2 separate regions of the Sus scrofa genome follow, and region 2 is linked to region 1. The links are chromatin contacts, called in public targeted proximity ligation maps. All regions are on one chromosome and are shown on one strand. The core of a region is the stretch at or near the end of the contact, and the rest is flanking DNA. Distances in the headings are between cores, read along the strand shown. Region 1 overlaps DCAF8 (DDB1 and CUL4 associated factor 8). Region 2 holds the start of ATP1A2 (ATPase Na+/K+ transporting subunit alpha 2).

The links.
Region 2: a contact with region 1 is called in a targeted proximity ligation map of skeletal muscle. A contact is called at or near these places in 1 of 5 promoter capture datasets (fetal skeletal muscle), 16 of 47 Hi-C or Micro-C datasets (alveolar macrophages, brain, embryonic fibroblasts and 10 more) and 1 of 2 datasets of targeted methods (skeletal muscle).

What each region holds. Positions count from the first base shown.
Region 1 is chr4:90,258,018-90,260,717 of Sscrofa11.1, forward strand. DCAF8 (DDB1 and CUL4 associated factor 8) reads left to right here. Exons shown (of 13, transcript NM_001244434.1): 11 at 1,573-1,692; 12 at 2,326-2,442. Among named protein-coding and RNA genes, the nearest start is that of PEA15, 17 kb to the right of the region's middle.
Region 2 is chr4:90,369,565-90,372,264 of Sscrofa11.1, forward strand. ATP1A2 (ATPase Na+/K+ transporting subunit alpha 2) reads right to left here and starts at 1,341. Exons shown (of 23, transcript NM_001171541.1): 1 at 1,320-1,341. The coding sequence starts at 1,331.

The DNA of each region.
Region 1 (2,700 bases), core at 39-2,538:
AAGCCATGTCTGTGACCAACACCGTAGCTCCCATGGCAAGGCCAGATCTTTAACCTACTGAGCAAGGCCAGGGATGGAACCAGTGTCCTCATGAATACTCTATTTTACTGACATGTCAAGCACAGCTGGGTCAGAGTAGAAGGGTAGCAAGGGCTTATCTGAAGATGGAGGAATGAATTCAGGTTTGTACGTGTAAGTTGTCACATATCTTTTCGTAGTATTTCCTGGCAGTGGAGTTTTTCTGTCTAGTGCCTCCTCATGCTCCAGATGCTGGAACCTCTTCCACCTCTTTGCCTAAAAGAGCCCAAATGTAGACTTTGCAGTGAGCTGATATGTGTAATGAAAGAAGAACAAGGGAAAATGTGGTTTCTACTTTACTCAGACTTAGCTTTGGTGTTTTTTGAGAATTTGCTTATTTGTAAAATGGAAGACGAAGATCAGAAGACTGTAGGTCAGTTGTATTTTCCATGTCGACCTTGGCTTCCTATCAGCTGCTCTCTGCATGTGTGGGCAAGGCAGAGAAGGTTGGTCCAGAGAGAGCTAAAAGAGGCCGTTTGCCAAGGGTTGTTTTGTCCGACTGTAGGGCAGCTGCAAGATGGGACAGGGTGAGGTGAAGAATGGCTAAGACCACACCTTCTTCCTTCTGGGTGCTTTTCCTATCTATTCTTCATCTGACTAAAAGCCCCCAAATGCTTTAGCAGCTACATCTGGGACCAGCTCTTCCTGTGGGGATGAGAGCGGCCCTGCCCCGTCCTGCCCTGCCAGGAAGGCTGATGTTTCCAAGTCAGACAGTAGGGGGCATAGGTGCCTTTGGATAGAAGGAAGTTGCCCAAGCCAGAAAGCCTTCCACTCGGCTGCTGAAGTTCATTCCTCCTGCTTGGAGGGTGGCTTAGCTTGAAGTGATGGGTGCCCTAGGAAGCCGCCCTGCTGTACTGTGCTGTCCTATGGTCGAGGCTGTTGTGCTTTCATGGCAGAGAGCAGGGTGCTGGCCCCTGGGAGGTGCAGGGTTCTCAAGCAGATGTGTCTCCACTATCCCACCACTCCCCAGGATCAGCCTCTTCCCAGTCTGCGCCTCTTTCCAGTTCTAGTAAACAGTGCCAAGTGAATGTAATTGTTCTCTGAGTCTTCTCTAGGGGCTCAGCAGCAGCTGCTGCTTTTTTCATTTTTAAAAATTTATTTGCCACTTGGTGAAAGCCACTGAGGTGTTTTTTCCAGCCTTGGGCAAGTTGGAACTGTGGAATCTGGAGAGAATGAGGTCATACGGACCTCATTGGCCTTCTTCTGAAGCCAGCAGTATGCTTGGCCAGTCACCCGCCCACCCCTAGGGCTGGGTCTGGGGATGAGACTGCCCTACCTAAATGTAGGAAATGAGAGATAGGCCTGCTCTTATACTCCGTCTGTGCCCATTGTTTCTCTACCCTGAGGGCCCTTTGCCCTCGGGTCATGATGAATGGGCCTGCTTTCCCTGCACCTGATTTCATCAGGGTTTGTTGTTTGGTTCGAGGTGAGTAGTGTTTATTAAACGCTATTCCACATACTCCTGAGCCTGTGTTTTCCTTTCCTCCTGACCAGGTAAATTGTCTTGAGCCCCATCCTCACCTGCCTGTGCTGGCAACCAGTGGCCTAGACCATGATGTCAAGATCTGGGCACCCACAGCCGAAACTTCCACTGAGCTTACAGGGTTAAAGGATGTAAGTGGCTGGCTATATAGATTTCTTCTTTCTGCTTATTTGTACAGTTAGGAATTTTCATTGTCAGAGGAAGGAATAACCTGCTGTACAGTCCTTCAAAGGCACTTCTCTAACCCCTCCCCTTCCCCCACGTTCCTGTCATTGCCTCTCTAGGAACAGCCCCAGTGCTTCTAGATGATGGTAGGATGGGGACAGGAGACATTTTTTCCATGGATGAAAGTGGGGCATCCTTTTCTAATATGATCTAGTTATGCTACACTCTGTTAATAGTTCCTAAGGGAAGATTTTTTTTTTTTTTTGGTCTTTTTTTTTTAAGGCCACACCCCTGGCATATGGACCCAGGCTAGGGGTCTAATCAGAGCTACATTGACCGGCCTAGGCCACAGCCACAGCAACACCAGATCTGAGCCATGTCTGCGACCTACACCACAGCTCACGGCAACACCAGATCCGTAACCCACTGAGCGAAGCCAAGAATCAAACCCTCAACCTCATGGTTCCTAGTCGGATTCGTTTCTGCTGTGCTACAGTGGGAACTCCCTAAGGGAAGATTTTATTGGGCTAGAACACCAGCCTTTTCTGATCAGGTCCAGTGTTCCTATTCATTATCCACTCTCCCCCTTTCGATTTCAGGTGATTAAGAAGAACAAGCGGGAACGGGATGAAGATAGCTTACACCACACTGACTTATTTGATAGCCACATGCTCTGGTTCCTCATGCATCACCTGAGACAGAGACGCCATCACCGGGTAAGCTGAAGTGGGAAGTGAGCTCCCAAAGGCAGTTGACCCTCTCAAGAGGGTAATGTTCCACAGTGCACACTTCCTCACTGCTCTAGACGAAATCAGGTGAAATTGGTTGGATTTCCTATCCATTATCCCCCATCCCCATCAAAGCCTTGATGTAGTCTTAGAAGAGCCACTAGCAGAAATTGGTGTTGTCTTCTTTGTGTTTTCCATCACCATGCATGCACAATGCTGTCTTCATAAAAGCAATGGCATGAGGGT
Region 2 (2,700 bases), core at 91-2,590, 110 kb after region 1:
CTCTGTGAGGCCCACACCTCAGAGACAACTCTTCATAGACCCTCATGAGCCCCCCCCCACAGCGATGTCTCTGCTCACTCCTGCTCCAGGACCTGCGTGTTTGCAAATTTTTCTGCTGAGACACAAACACAGGTGCTCATCCGTGGATATCTGTATCAGTTCCAGCCTATGGAGAACACGTCACACACACACACACACACACACACACACACACACACACACCGGTTCTATTTATAGCTCCCACCCTAGCTCAGGAACCCTGGTGTCCAGGCTCAGAGTTTTCCCAGCTGCTAAACTCAGTGCGACACCATGTCCTTGCATGACCCCCTCCTGGGCCCAGAAACTCCGCCACAGCTCCCCACGGGCACCCTCTTTCCTCAGCACCCTCCCGGGGCTCCCTTCTGCCAGCATTCCACAAAAGGAAAGCCACCAGGCTTGGGATGTAAAGAGATTGGGTCCCTTTTCTCCATATGGAAATTTCATTTCCAAGAATTCCAAGCCTCAGCCCTGGCCACCCCCACCCTCTCCATCCCCGGTGGCTGTTAATCTTCCCCTTGGCATATCCCGAGCTGCAGAATGCCACAGGCTGGGGTGGACCGAGGGGGGTGCCTGCAGCTCTCACCAGCCTCTGGGAAAGTCCTCAAAGCGCATGGCCTGAAGCCCGAGCACAATGCTGCCGGGGACAGCGCCGGGTGGGTGGGTGGGGGTGTTGGACCAGGGGCTGGGGGCACATCGCTCTCTGCCTTTGCTCACTGCTCCCAGCTGTCCCTGGAACCCAGGGTCCCCCCTCTCTCCCAGAGCTGGTGTTTGGAAATGCTTGGTGACTCAGAAGCAGATGCCCCTTGGCCCTCTCTGCAACCACAAATTGGACCCCCATCCTCTCAGGCTGGGACTCCTGGAGGAATGGATACTTTCAGAGGGTGGCGAAGGCAGGGGGCATTCTCAGTACCAAATAACCTTCCGCTGGGAGGCCAGGAGATACGGTGAGAGAGGAGGGACCATGGGGGTTTGGTGGGGAGGAGATGAGGCAGGGGTGGAGGGAGGGCTGGAGGGGATGCTGGTGGGGGGTGGTGAGCTTCGGAGCTGGTCCTGGGGTCGGTGGTAAAGAACTCAGCACTCAGGGAGCGAGCAAGCAAGTGCCACTGTCCGTCTGTGCACATAGTCCTGGCTGGGAGACTCAATACTTCCAAGTTCAAAGCAGCCCACCGCTCCTCCCTCTGGGTCCCATCCCCACTTTGTCCTTCCTTCCAGCCTCCCTCATCATCCAGAGAGCCGCACAGCTCCCTCCAGAGCCAGCCCTGCTCTTTAGGGATACTCACCCCACGGCCCATCTTGGGGCAGAGTGGCTGCGGGACCTTGACTGGAGAGGTCACCAGGAGGATCCCGAGCTCACACCACCGGTCTGGGGCGCCAGAGACCCCGGCAGACAGACAGAGACAGTGAGCAACAGGGTAGCTTTAAATAGGTCCCTCTCCCCCTCTCCCCCGCCTTCCCTCCTCGGGAAAGAAACGTTTGTTGAAACAGGATCTCTGAGGACTCCTCCCCTCCCGCCCCTTAAGCAACTGGCCTGAGGAAGGTCCGTTTGTCCCACCGAGTGCTCCCCCTCCGCTCCCCTCACCCTCCAAGTCCTGGCCCATGGCAGCCACTACTGAGAGAGGGGAGATACGGTATGGGGTGGGGGATATGCCCCTTAGGGAGGGCAGAGGGGGAGCCCTGGGCAACAGCATCAGCATCCCAGAGAACAGAGGCCATGTGATCTGACCCTGCCTCTTGCTTTCCCGATGGGGAAGCTGAGGCCCGGAGAGACTGCACATGAACAAGATTTGAGCTGATAAAACAGAACTAGAACCTGGTCTCCTGCATCTACATCTAACTTCCCGGAGAAAGAAGCAAGAGACCGTTCTCTCCACTGTAAAGACTGTGGGAACCCTGAAGCCAGGAAGAGGTGGTGCTAGAACCCAGGGCGGCCCTTGTGTATGAGGCTTCTCGAGGTTGGCAGCCTGATGAGAGCCAAAGGCAGCTCCAGAAGCAGCATGGGAGTTCCCGTTGTGGCTCAGTGGATTAAGGACCCAACATGGTCTCTGTGAGGATGCGGGTTGGATCCCTGGCCTCACTCAGTGGGTTAAGGATCCGGCATTGCTGTGAATTGTGGTGTAGGTCACAGATGCCGCTCAGATCCGTGTTGCTGTGGCTGTGGTGTAGACCAGCAGCTGCAGCTCTGATTCAACTCCTGGCCTGGGAACTTCCATATGTTGTGGGTGTGGTCCTAAAAAGAAAAAAAAAAAAAAGAAGCAGCATGAAGTCTGCTAGATGGAGGGGAGAGAGTCTTCCCAAGCCCTCCAGATGTAGCCTTTGCAAAGTTTCAGAGTCAAGGCTCCCAAGACCTGGGAGATGGCTGGCAGAAGGGCAGGTGGGGCACAGAAGGGACTGCCCAAGTTTACCCTTGTAATTGGGGCGGGGGGAACACACACATTACCCTCTTAGACACTGTTGAGGAACTCTAGGCTGTCGATGGGTCGGTGGGGGAGAAGCCCAAAGACTGGCACTTACGGAGCTTCTAAGAGGCATATAGAGGTCAGTATCCTAACATGTACCAGAGCCAAGAACAACAAGAAGGGCAACTGCTTCCTTCAGGCAGGATGAAGGGTAGACAGACAAGAGCCCTCTCTGCACTGAAACATGGGAGTGGCATTCCCGTCG